Linked DNA regions of Mus musculus: region 2 is linked to region 1. A link is a contact called in public HiChIP or PLAC-seq data. All regions are on one chromosome and are shown on one strand. Each heading gives the region's core, a stretch centred on a gene start, on an enhancer-like site or on the middle of the called end of the contact. The rest is flanking DNA. Distances are from core to core; before and after follow the strand shown.

Region 1 (6,844 bases), core at 2,880-5,379:
TGCTAAGGTCCTGTTCCCCAACTGGTTCCTGATCTATTAATAAAGATGCTAGCAGCTAATTGCTGGGTGGAATAGATAGGACTTCCGGGTTCCCACAGGCCATCTAGGAGATACAGGAGGAGAAGAAAGGAGTTTTTCACCATGCTTTGGAGAGAGAAAAGCTAACCAGCCATCTGAGATCTCGGGTGGAGTGGCAATACACTGCTTCTCCAGGTGGGAGGTTGGGGTTTTAGCTGGGACTAAAGGTAACTGAGTAGCTGAAGCTAAGGCAGGTTGAGAAATGATGAGCTAAGAGTATCGGGAAGGGCATGCTAGTGGTGAGAGATTAAGAGTGCACAGCAATTAAGCCAATAAGGCAGGTAGAAATTGGGCAATGTGTGTGTGTGTGTGTGTGTGTGTGTGTGTGTGTGTGTGTGTGGTGTGGTGTGTTTCATCCGTAGATCCAAGGGAATTTGGGTGGGGGCTCATAGCACAGTCCATCCAGAGCTTAGTGGGGTAGCAAAAGCTGCACACTACACCTTCCTCCCTTCTTTCCTTACCGTCTCCCCTCTTTCCCTTCCTTAGTTTAGAAATACTCTTACAAGACAAAAACATATTGCCATAGAGTTGAGTAATTTGAGGATTGACCTTTGTCACTTTAAGAAAACACTGAAAATAGTTTTGCTGTTAAAAATTTCAACTTTCTTTTCTATTCTGTGCATCTAAGAAGTCTCCTCTATCTTCCCATGGAACATTTTGCTCATTTCTTTTGACCACTATCTTGTAGCAGAACACCCAGAAATTCCTACTTTAAAGGGGCCAACATTGTGTCAGAAGGCAGATAAAAGTGGATCATTCCTGGGATTGGCACTTACTGGAGCCTCTGAAGTCTCTAGAGAGTGGACATTTGGTGAACTCGGCATCTTGCCAGAGCATATTTAAGAGTGCTTCCTGCTTGACATATTCTCTAATTAAGTGACCATGTATACTGTGCTTCTTCACAACTGCACCATTAGAGTTGGATCAAAGCACGTGAGGTCTTCTCTTGAGGAAGTCAAGCACCACATTTTTGGTATAGTTTGGAGGTCGTGGGTCTGAGCAGTTTACCCACTACAGACTATGTACCCCTGTGAGCTTAAGGGTAGGAATCAGAAACTCCTTCCAAGTGGATGGTGGTCCTTTTTCCTCATATAGGATACCTCCAGCTAGGCAAGTGATTGGGTAACTACAACTTCTAGAATAAAGTCTTGGAATCAAAGCATAATAATTGTCCTCATTAGAGTTACTAGTACTCTGGGTCCCTGTTCATCACTGAAGGAAGTTAAGATAGGAACTCAAACAGGGCAAGAACCTGGAGACAGGAGCTGATGCAGAGGCCATGATGAGGTGCTGCTTACTGGCTTGCTCCTCCTCACAACTTCCTCAGCCTGCTTTCTTTTAGAACTCAGGGCCTCCAGCCCAGGAATGCCCTCACCTATACAACCGACTGGGCCTTCCCACATCAATCACAAAGAAAATGTCTTACAGCTGGATCCTATGGAGGCATTTTCTCAATAATGGTTCCCTCCTTTCATATAGCTCTAGCTTTTGTCATGTTGAGATAAAACCAGCCAGCACAATAATTTTATAAGCACAGAATAGAAAAGGAATTGAGGATTGACTTCTTCAGTGGCAAAACCATTTTTTAGTCTTCCCTAGGTAGTTGGCCACAGTCACAGACCAAGCATTCCCAGTAAGAGTTGCTTCCCCGTTGCAGCCATTAAGCAACGTTTGCTGAGTACCTCTGATGCACCACACATTCGGATAGCAGCAGTGGAAAGGTAGATCTGGTACCTATGGGATTACATCATAGCAAAGTAGGCATGATTATAGAGTAAAAGGTACAGTGAGTATGTAAAATTATACATAAGTATACGAAAGTATATCATGAACAAGATGATTACAGGTTGGGCTGTGTTACCCAAGAAATAAGCAGGATGCTGTACTATAGAGAAATATGCAGGGCCACTTTACATGGGGAGTTAAGCAGAGTTCCCACAGACATCACTCTTGGCCTCAGAGACGAGAATGAGCCAATGAGCCAAGGGAAAGAAGTCCAGTCAAAGGGAGCCACTGATGGGAAAGGGTTTGGCATTATATGAATATATTAGTAGAAGATTATTATGTTAGATAATTATATTATAATATAGAATAATATATTAATAGAATATTAATAATATTTTTAAACACACAGAATAGATCATGCTAGTATCTATAACAGGAAGGAATGGGAGAAGAAGCTGGTAAAGTGTATGGAATTGGGATTCTAGAGACAGGAATACTGGAGAGTTTGGTAAAGGTTCTAAGTCAATCTTGGAATGGAATATTTTCCTGGTATGTGTGACTGGAACAATCTTATAATTCTCCCCATGCAACTGAGGGAAATTGTCAGATTGGTCTCTTATAAACTGTACAGACTTCAGTAGCCTGGTCAGGATGTTCAGGGATGTTTATGCGAAATGGACCATGCCCACCAGTCCATTTGCCAGACTCTGTGCAGACATGGGTAAAATGATGTGTGTGAAGACCCTGGTCTACACAAGAACTGCGTTAAGAGCAGAGTTATCCTTTTTATCTCTGGTTTTGCCTATGTCCTGTAATGATCCACCCTCCCTCCCCTTCTTTTTTTCCTGCACTGGGAATTGAACCCGGGGCCTCTTTGGTGCTAAGCACATGATCTATCACTAGGTTGCATCCCTAACCCTGTGATATCCTTTAAAAGAGATTTCAACCAATGAGAAAGGAGGCCACAAATTTGAAAGAGAGCAAGGCACAGAGGGTTTATGGGAGGGCTTATAGAGAGTAAAGGGGTGGAGGAAACAGTGTAATTGTAACCTCAAAAGTAAAAAGACAATCCAGACAAACAATCGGCCAACAGGACATTCCATACTGGGTGAAGCACAGGAAATCATGCCATATGTTCTTGGCGAAAGCTGAAAGGGAGATGCACGTGGGACTGTCCCACACTGAGTACTGAGTACCCGGCCTAGCAGTGGTGGCCCACAAAGGATCCCTCATCTCAGCAAACCTCGTTCAATACTGTCTACTTAGACATTTTCCTATACCATCCCTGGTCCCAACTTCAAACGGACCTGTCCTGTGACCTGTGTTCTCAGGTTACTTAGAAAAGAGGCAATGTATTATGTCCCCACCAAGCCCATCTATCCACCTGGAGTTTTCTGTACTCCCTAATCACAGTAGGTCGCTAGCTGTTCTTCTACCCCCAGTGGTGTCTGGTGCTGCCATAGTATCAACACAACAGCCATCCATTCTCAGTGTGCATCCCTCTCATACAGGTCAATGGTGACAAGGGCCATTTCTAGTCCAGGTCTCCCAGGGCTGGTGGTGTTTGGAAACATGGTCTCATGTATCCCAGGACAGCCTGGAACTCACTATGAAGCTGAGGAGAACATGGAACTTCTGGCTATCTTGTCACACTATCTTCAAGTACAGGGATTATAGATGTGAATCACTGTCCTTTGTTTATGCAGTACCGGGGATTAATGACACTCAGGGCTTCATGCATGCAAGGCAAGCATTCTACCAACTGGGCCCAGATCTCACGGGTTTAATTGCTGCTCTGGCATGGCCCTTCCCATAAATCTAATATTTTGAGCTGTTTTCTTCTTCCTTCCTTCTTAATAGGAAGCCCGTAGCTTGGATGACCAGGGAAGTCCTGGTTTCCCTGGTTGGCCAGGTGTAACTACTAATGACAACCCTTTGGCTTTAACATGTGCTAATTGAGAACACAGGTTTTAGGGTAAGCCCACCTGGGGCTGAATGTGTCTCCACCAAGCTAGGAAGCAGGTATAGCACACGAAAAAAAGAAAAGGTTCCAAGCTGTCAGGGCAAAGGAACCTTTATACAGTGGCATGCTCCTGCACCAAACCTGAGCAGTACTCACTGACATCTCAGACAGCAGGGACTAGGCAAGTTGTCAAGAGACAGTCAGAGGGGCGTTTGAAAGCGGGAGATTTGCAGGGATTCGAGGTGGGAAGGCAGAGGGAGATGTCAGAAGGCTGTGCAACCCCAGAGGATGTGGCAGGGAGTATTTCATGGCATGGGGTTTGTCTTGCATTCCTGAGAGGCTAGGCTGCGTTCTTTATTGGTGCACTGCTTCTGCCAAGGTCTATTGTGACTCACTCCCTCCAGGCAGCCTGCCTAGATTGGACCTCCCTACCTAGACCGAGAAGGCAGACCAGGGCTTACTGCTTTCTGTTTCTCCCTGTCATTGATAAATTGCTCATCTCTTGATGGATGAGGTTTTCACCTGCTAAGATTTCTGGTCAGCTGTTCCTGAGGGCAATAGTTCAAATTACCTAGTTGTCCTGTCTTCCAAAGAACTGAAAATCAGCCCTTTCTCTTTGTAGCTATAAAAAGTTACTTCAACAAAATGTATATTTTCCAGCATGTTATAAGTAGACATGTTTAAAGCTCCTCACATCCTTTTACTGATCTTCTTACATCATTAAAAATGTACTCAAGTAGCCATTCTATATCTGCTATTACCCACTTTATACTGCACCAACAAGCTACTCTCCAGTACTAGGCAACTTTACACATGTTGAATGTAGAACCCATCCCCTTTCCCCACAGGAATATTTATTACGTCTGGTGTAATAAATCCAAGCGCCGGAACACCTTTTTTATTTCTAAATCACTTTGTCATTCTTTGTCACAAAAGTATGTAAACAGATTGTAATTTCTTGTGACTGTTAAGCTCAATGATAGAAATCGTTCAGACAGAGTTGCCAGCACAAGTGGTCTCACCAACTCTTATCATCACACAGAAGGGAGTCAAGGTGGGTGAGACCGATCTGCAGTGAAGAGCACTGCGGCTACCCTTGCAGAACCCAGGTTCAGTTCTCAGCACCCACATGGCAGCTCACATCCATAACTCCAGCCAGGGATTTGACACCCTTTTCTGGCCTTCAGGGTCATGAGCATGCAGATGTATACACGTACACACATGCAGACAAACGGTCATATGCATACTAATGAAAATAAACAGATTTTTTTGTTATATATTAAACATAATGGTGAAAATTTCTCAGGGATACGCCTCTTGGAAAGATGTGTCTGCTTCAGCCATTAAGAACGTACGGTTAGCCGGGCGTGGTGGCGCACGCCTTTAATCCCAGCACTCGGGAGGCAGAGGCAGGTGGATCTCTTGAGTTCGAGGCCAGCCTGGTCTACAAAGTGAGTTCCAGGACAGCCAGGGCTATACAGAGAAACCCTGTCTCGAAAAACCAAAAAAAAAAAAAAGAACGTACGGTTAGTCACTTTCTACGACTGACCACATCCTGTCCATCCCTCTTATTTTTAATCTTGGCAATACTCAACAATATGTATTAAGCAAGCAGAAATTGAATTTCCTAAGAAGTCCTATTACACATTTTAAAAAAACAAAACATACCCAGGGGTCTATTACTGTAATCAGCTTGTCTGGGAAGAATTAAGGCAGTCGAAAATGACATCTGTAGCTCTCTCTTTGGCTCTCTGAGCCAGTAGACTTCACAAATCCCCTCAAGGCTCTACTGGGAGAAGAGACGTCTAAAGTGCACTGGGGTGTCTGAAAGAGGAACTTGTCTGCTAGAGGGTGAACTTGTGTGTCAGAGGAGAAAATTTACATCTCAACTTGGAAGTTAGACAGTGATGGTCAGGGCCGCTCAGTGGCCAGTCAGACTGCTTAACTATCTGTCTATTTTATCTTCTATTTAAACCTCACCCTCATGTTAGGACCCTGAAGATAGACTCGGAGGTGATGTGGGGGTGACACTGGGTCTCTTTGCCTCTCAGTGTGCCACATTGAATAAATCACTCTTTTCTGCTCTCCACTATTCTGTTGGTTCTTTTAGTTGGTTTATTGAGGACAGGTGGCTGCACCTGGCTTGTTGGGGAATGGGCAATTATATAACGTTACAAGCCCGGTAACATTTTCAAAAACAGAAACCCAGTAAGTCCTTTTCTCATCTTGGACGCCAAAGCTTGGGAATTATAAGTGCAGGCTCTAATTAGACTTGGAAGGTTCACTTCCCCACCTTTAATGTTGCGTACTTTCTCAAGGCCAATGCCAGTATTTTGAATTGTTCCTTTGTTTGACCTCAGGAGGTCTTTCCGCCCTGGGGCAGCACACCAGAATAAAAGGCAAGTCCTGTGCATTTCTTAGTAACCAGCGCTTGTGAGATACTGAGAATGAGCTCTGAATGAGCTCTGAGCCCCCTGAACCACAGTGCACACTCTATCAAGAAGGTTATGAGATCCTGAGGTGCAAGGGAAGGCAGTTCCCCTAGCAGTCAGCCTTACTGTATAAAATAAAAATGATACCCTCCAGTTTTCTTACCTCTCTAACCCCAGGAGTAAAGCATGATGCTTTAATGACTTTCAAAAACAAGCTGCTTTTAAAAGTATAATCGAATTGTGTTTTTAAGATTGCATTTCTCTGAGCATTCGGTGAGTATCCCTTGTGTGTGTACTCCTCTGGGATTAGTTGTGTCCTCAAGTCTTACCTATATTTCTATTGGTCTGCAGCTCCCTTTCTATAAGAACTGGGGGGAGGGGAGGCAAAATTAATTTTCTGCCTTAATGTGAGTTTTCCAGTTTATTATTTGCCTTTTGAATTTACTAATGATAATTTCTTCATGAAAAAATATTTGGGGACAGATTAATTTTCTCATGATTTTTTTAAGCACGTGTGTGTGTGTTCTTTGACTTTAAAATTTTTTGTCTTTAATATGTTTAGTATTAATTTTATCCCAAAGTGTGGGGTAGGGATTCAAGGGTCCTTTTCTCCAATCACTATCCAGATGGTTAGAAATGTGGACTT
Region 2 (6,844 bases), core at 2,362-4,861, 180 kb after region 1:
ACAGTTCCCAGCCTGTCATCCTTAGAATGATCCCCACTCTCCTGACTCCCCAGAAGGCCATTGTGTCTCCCCGCTAGAGCGTTTCTTGACCCATCTCCACTGGCCAGGGGACAGATAGCTACATGGATTCAGTCTCTTTCATTTGCTCTTTCTTTCAAAGCCCTGTTTTAAAATCAGAAGGTCTGGGGAGAAGTGATGGACCCGAGGCCTTAAGCTTCCAAGAAGGCTGCTCGCACTCTGGGAGTGAAAAGAAACATTTTCAGGAGTAAGGGCTTGGCAGAGTCCTTCCCCTCTTTTCAGAGACAATCCTGCAGATTACGGTTTGGGCCCCTTGGTTTATTACTTAGCCTGCGTGAGAGAGAGAGAGAGAGAATGACAGGCAATGCTTGCTTTCATTCTGCTGGAGAAGGGCCTCTGCCCTTGATTCCAGAGGCACTGTTCAAGCACTCCTATTGTCCTGGTCACAGAGGGCCCCCTCTCCTTCTGTGTACAGATGTCAGGGACTCCAGGTTTGCTCACTTGTTCCCTCACACCGTGTGCCCCAGAGTCTCCCTTAACCCCAGAGTCCACAGCCTAGAGCAAGCCCTGCTGCTTGTTGCTTCTGATTTTGTCTCATGTGTGTCTGTCACAGGCATTCTCAGGAAGCGCACCAGGCAGCACTTGGTACCCATGTTTTGAGTTACTCTGGTAAGGAATAGAACAGAGCTTCACAGCAAAGGGCAGTGTTCACTGCCACGAAGATCCTACTCTTGAGCCGTTCCTCTGGTACAGGAGAGTATCAGGAATAGGAAAGATGTCGCCTAGCTTCTTTATCTGGACTTAGACCTAAGTGCTTGTTCTGGTAGAGATGTGGGCCTTAAGGTGCTGAGGAGGCAAAGGGCTTCAGTCAACTTTGCTCATGAGTACAGCTCTGAGGGGCCTGGAAGAAGATGCAGGAGGCAAGCCCCCGTGATCAGCTGACACACCATCCAGTTGCACCAGGATGGATGGATGGTACCTTGACATGAAGTGATGTGCCCACCTGTCTGTATGTAGCAGGCATTAGTGTTCCCTGTCACTGGCCAGGGGACATTTCTAATCACTGGCCTGCCTTGAGTTTTGTCCCTGTCACTGTTTGGGAAGGAGATGAGATGAACTTGGTGGTAACACATTGACTTGGTTTCCATTAGTAAAATTGGAAGAGAAGCATTAAAGACAGCACTAGCTCTAGAACAGCCCATTTAACTAACGGGGTGGGTTTGATCATTGTGTTTTGCTTTTTGAAAATTACATATCTATTAAGAACTGCCTTTATCAATTATTAACTAAAACCCAGATGTAGTGCTTTAAGCAATTTAAGGTTGTATTGGTTTCAGTTAACCAGAAATCCTGATTATCTGGACTAAGACCTTAGTTCTGTAATGTCACCAAGGTCCTTGTATCTCTAAAATACCCACCATAGCAAGCACAGGGTTTTCATTTTCTGAGTCTGAGATGGGCAGTGGGGCCATTGTGGTCCCTGGAGGAACAGGCCAGTGTCAGCACTGACTCATATCATTGAGATTTCCCAGAGGCCCTTTCTCAGCTCTTCCATTGAAGTCTCATGGACTGCCCACCTGCAGAGCAACTCCAGAGAGCTCAGCTGGACCTGTCGCCACATCTCCCTAAAATGAAAGCCAAGACAAAGTAAGGCCTCAAATCCAAAGGGCACCAGAAATCCCCAGCATTTGTTGTCTTCAGGGCAAATGTTGGAGGCCGAGGTAAAAGCAAACATTGAGAGTGAGAATCCCTGTCTTGATGTAAAATGTTGACATTTCGTTCATTGTTGAACTTTTAATTTTAATTTTTTAGGAATAATGCATTTTGAGATGTTTTTCATGATTTTTTTGTACCCCCTGACATTTGTACCTCCACTAAGTTAATTCACTTAGCCGTCTTAGCCGTAGGTTCTTGTGGCAAAGAAGGGGAGAATAATCAGATGAGAATCCACGAGTCTATGCCAAGAAGTGTCACCCTGAGTCACCAAGACCTTACTCATGGCTGGTTGTAAAACGGGTGACTATAAGGCTGAGAGAACACCATTGGCAGGCTGGCAACTTTAGGACATTGTTTTTAAAAACCAGTCAGACACAATCACGGCCCTCCAAGAGTAGACTTCATTCTTACACGGCCGTCGTCAAAAGCTACGAAGAATATATCCCAAGGTTCCAAACGAATGTCTGAAGGCTCAGATCGAACCGAAACCTACGTGGAACTCTGCATTTTCTTCTGTGTACAGACATATGATGTATTTACTTTACAAATCAGGTACAGGGAAAAGTTAATAATAATAATAACGAATAATCAAATAGAACAGTTAGAGGGACATCATAATGAAAATCACGTGAGTGTGCGTTCGGTCTCTTTTTCTCTCAATGTTACATTGTATACATATCAGAAAGGCACCACATACAGCGTATATATGCCGAACAAAGGAAGACCCACTTCCTGGTGGGGACAGAGTAAAGTGGTACACCATTCCGTCTACTTGGGATTATTTCTGGAACTTTCGATGTAAGACTTTCAGACCATGATTGACCACAGTTAACTGAAAGCAAACTCCACGCTAAGGAAAGGACTGTGTTTGCCCATGGGATTCTAGGCAGATGCCTCGCTGTCAGTGACCAAGGGTGAGTTTGTGTGGTCTAAGTCCTGTGGTCAGTTTGAGGTTCGTGCTATGAAAGTAACAGTAAAGTCTGACATAGGAGCTTCAGGGTAAGTAGCCATGGAGTAGGAAACTTGTAGGGGCGACCCTGACTCAGAACACCTGCTTAGTTGTGGTAGAACTGAGAGCTGATAATCTTACTACATCAGAGAGCCGTGTTAGGAAATGAATAAACATGAAAATGGTGTAGGCAGGGAGGTGTCTGCCTGCCTCCCCGTGCCACACACACATGGACTCCTTAGAATGGGCAGTCATGGGCAGCCTTGACTTCCTGTGGCCCACTTACTGAACACGTTGAAGAACCAAAATAGCTACCAAAAGACACCAAAAATAGCCTCCGATAGGATTATTAGAGACTGGGTGTGGATTTTTTTCATAACCTTTAATTCAGAGAAGCATATGTTTTACAATTCCAATACATTTCTAAATTATTGCTAAAATTGTTTCTAGTCCTGGCAACCTTGTACCTCCCATGGTGTTTAGTTTTATGCTGGATTGCCCTTGAATAGTATATTAAAAATAGTCTGTGTGATGACTTAAGCTGTCCTGGGGAAAGTGACTCTCACTTGTGTCAGTTAGTGTGTTTTCTTTTCTTCACTAGTAAATTTTGTGTGTTTTGTTTGTTTGTTTTTATTTTTGACACTTTTTTTTTTTTTTTCGGGAAGGAGATCACTATGTGGTCCCAGTTGGCCTGAAACTCACTGAAACTTGCCTGCTTCTGCCTCTGCCTCTAGAGTGCTGGGATTCCAGATGTGCCCCCACCTCATCTGGCCTAACTTTTGTAACGTCTTAAATCAAATTGTTCAGTGAGCTAGTATTGAAATGAATGACTAGAGGTTTTGGAAGCGCTGCTACATTCACGAGGCTGGGTTTGCAAAGACGTCCAGAGATCAACGGTTTGTGGCTATGACTCACACCGCGATGCGTTTATAAACCCTTGTGTTTTGCAAATTCATGATTCATGTTGTCAGATGACCTCTCTTCCTGGGACTCTAGCATTGCAAAAGTTCAGCCATTTGTCTCACAAGTTCTTCCATCTGAGTCTTCACATTAGGGCCTTCTCTTTCCAAGAGCTTTTCCTGCATGGCCTAGCTTCATGCTGACCTAACCTCCATTGCCACAGAGATGGGCGAGCCCTCCAGAGACAGCCTGCGGCTCTCTGCTTCAGGGAACAGTGCTGCCGTTCACATTTATTCGGGCCTGTCACAGGGGTGCCGTGCTATAGGATGAGGTCACCAGTAAAGGCCTCTCTCAGTTTTATGAAGACACCTGCTGCAGAATTCCAGGTGTTGATACTGGCAAACACTTAATTTTAAAGAACAGAGGTACTTGCCTCTATGCAGGCCTCTGCCAGCCAATGGGAGCTTGGTTGCTTCCAGCCAGAGAATGAGTTTTTGAGAAGTGTGTCATCATTGGTTAGTGCTGAACTGGCTGAAATGTGAGTATCTTGGTTGTCAGTATTTATCAGCATCTAAGAAAGGGATGCTGTATCTTGGGAGAGAATGGCCAGTATTTATCGATATACTTATATGCCTAGCACTTCACCTCCCCGTTTTTGACACATGATAACAGCAGGTGCTGGAGGCTGTGAGGGGTTTAGCACTTAGGACAGTCTGGAAAACTGGAAGTGTGGGAAGAGGGTTGAACCAATGGACTCTACCTTGGAAGGGAAGCCCACAGCAGGTAGAGTTTCATAGCTAATTGCTCATAGCAAACACATTGGTTTAAAAACATTTTAGTAGTGTTCTCTGTGTGTCTAAGGGCGCAGTTACCTGGAGGAGCTGCCCACTTTTGGACTAACCATGTGGTTCAGAGATGGAAACTTCTGGCAGCTTCAGGTTCGAGAAAGAAGAGAGGCTTGTGAGGGCTGAGAAGGCAGAGAAGGCAGGGATGGATGGTCTTGGATGCCATGGGCCACCATTGCAGAGCCCATCCCTTGGACTGTGTTCTCTGGGCAGTTCAGTGAGCTACTGAGTAACTGATGTCCAAGCTGGGTTAAGGGGGTGGGGATCAGAGGTGGTGTGGTCTCCCTTTTGATAGGCTAGAGGCTCATAATGTTAAAATTTGAAAAATTGGCAATCATTTTTCACTGTTTTGGTATGAATGAAGTAACAGCTAAAAGCCGTCATTCCTGGCAGGGCCCCAGACGATGAACAAGGAACCTTGCCTAGTTTGCTCATTTCTAGGCAGAGGACATGGTCTACCAAAAAACCCAAAAAGTTTAAATACAAAAGAGCCATGACCAATCGAGACTAAGGTGCTCCCCATTTCTGACCATTCTAAGTTAAATATGGTCCCAAGCAGGACGGGTAGACCAGGCTATCCTGTGGTGTTGCCATTCTCCTCTCTCTCTCTAGGCTCTCTGGGACTTCTCATTTGAATGTCTGAGACGAAGCGGGGGAGGGGCAGTGCAGGAAGAGCAAAACCTGCAGAACTGAGTTAAAACCCAGAGTAACTGGGTCCCTTTTGTTGTTGTTTGTTTTGCTCTCCGAGGTGGCTGGGCCCCTGGTAGCCCTCCCAGTCAGGGGGGGGGGGGGGAAGCCACTGGTTACTCACACTGAGTGTTGGTGTGAACTCCAAGGTAACAAGGACTTGGCAGAGGTCTGGGGAATGCACTGTGTAGAAGGCCGCTGGTGCATCCCAAATTGATTCTGACAAAATGAGTTTAACATTCAGCCTTCTGGAGTTTCTCAGAGCAGCGAAAGAGATCTTTCTAGTAAGCGACATCTATGCTGTCTTGCTTTTCACATTTCTAACTTCTTCGCCTGTTAAATGTGTTGCATTTACATTTGTCTATTCCTTTGCACCAAATGCTTTACTTTCTTAAGTTGTGCTGGGAGGGTTTCAGCTTGTGAAAACTATCTCAGAATGTCCGAGTGGTAGTGACAGCCTTGATTCAGCGTTGGGGTCCCAGAGAGGAAAGAATACAGGGTTGTCTTGTTCTCCTCCTCTGGTTTTTAGAACACAAGCAACATCACATGAGTGTTAATTAGGGCAAAATGTCACTCACCTCCAGTGGGACTTTGTGCAAGCACAACCTGGGCTCAGGAGATAAAAGCTAAATAGGTCCATTGTTGCATGTACTATTAACCTGGGCACTGTCATTCTAGGTTACTAATTTTACCTTAACGTGGAAAGAGAAACTTGGGCCATCTAAATACCTTAACATATTTGGTGGTGCATAAGTGTATAATAAGAGCTTATTAAAAACCAACAGTAAAGAGAATATTTCACTAACTATTTAAGAGCAGTGGTTCTCAACCTTCCTAATACTGAAACCCTTTAATACAGTTCCTCATATTGTGGTAACCCCAACCATAATATTATTGATTGCCTCTTCATAACTCTGTATTTTTTACTGTTAAGAATAATAATATAAATATCTGATATGTGACCCCCCCCAAAAAAAAAGGGGTCGAGACCCATAGGTTGAGAACCACTGAATTATAGGATTCTTCTAAAGGTTTAGATATATTTTGTAAAGGTTTATTTGGGTGATAATTTCCTTTAGTATTGCATTAAGGTAGAAATTCAAGATGGATGTGTTGTTGTTGTTGTTGTTGGACAGTTCTAGATGCTGGCTGAAGTTGTTGGTAAAGTCTCAGAATGTCTTTCTAGCTTGATATTTGGGTGCCAATATTCCCAGCTCCTATGTTCTGATGATTCTGTCTGCACCTAGCCTACAGATGAAACAGAGCTGAGGAGGGGGCTGTCTGGTGTCCTGTGGAGGCCTAGGGCTGCTGAGGGACAATGAGGTGGGACTTTTAAGTTCCCAACTAGGCAATAGGGGAGAATGGCGGCGGGGGGGGGGGGGGGGGGAGGGGAGGAGGGAGATTGAGCACCTAAGAAGGCTTTCAGCCTTATTCTTAAAGGGGGATGGACTCTTCTGCTGTGTTGACAAGAGGAAGCTAGAGAGGCAGCTGTTGGCCAGAATCTCCATTCCCCTCCTCCTTTGATGTTTGGTTACTTTGTTTTCCCTCTTAACTGTATCTAGTATATGCTAATTCAGGAGCAGTTTCTAGCTTTACAGTATGCTCCTCTGGCTCTTCAGATGCTCACTGCCTTTTGCTGCTCTCCAGATTCAGCCTGGTTATTTTAGCTAGTAACTGAAAGGACTTTTTATAGAGTGTAAAATTGGACCTTTTCTGTTTTGCATCAAGA

Evidence for each region. HiChIP or PLAC-seq counts read pairs in DNA pulled down with a chosen protein or histone mark.
Region 2: an HNF4G HiChIP or PLAC-seq map of pancreatic cancer cells shows a contact between it and region 1. The contact joins two enhancer-like sites. A contact is called at or near these places in 2 of 484 Hi-C or Micro-C datasets (cortical neurons and nephron progenitors) and 2 of 115 datasets of contacts at active chromatin or transcription factors (microglia and pancreatic cancer cells).

Annotation. Positions count from the first base shown.
Region 1 is chr13:93,971,747-93,978,590 of GRCm38.p6, forward strand. No RefSeq gene overlaps it. Among named protein-coding and RNA genes, the nearest start is that of Lhfpl2, 83 kb to the right of the region's middle. Within about 2 kb of position 4,130, at least 29 of the 459 cell types and tissues checked have an H3K27ac peak or open chromatin away from gene starts, as enhancers often do. A contact at or near this core is called in pancreatic cancer cells, where this site is marked.
Region 2 is chr13:94,151,045-94,157,888 of GRCm38.p6, forward strand. The region is part of intron 2 of Lhfpl2 (lipoma HMGIC fusion partner-like 2); the gene reads left to right. Among named protein-coding and RNA genes, the nearest start is that of Lhfpl2, 97 kb to the left of the region's middle. Within about 2 kb of position 3,612, at least 106 of the 459 cell types and tissues checked have an H3K27ac peak or open chromatin away from gene starts, as enhancers often do. A contact at or near this core is called in pancreatic cancer cells, where this site is marked.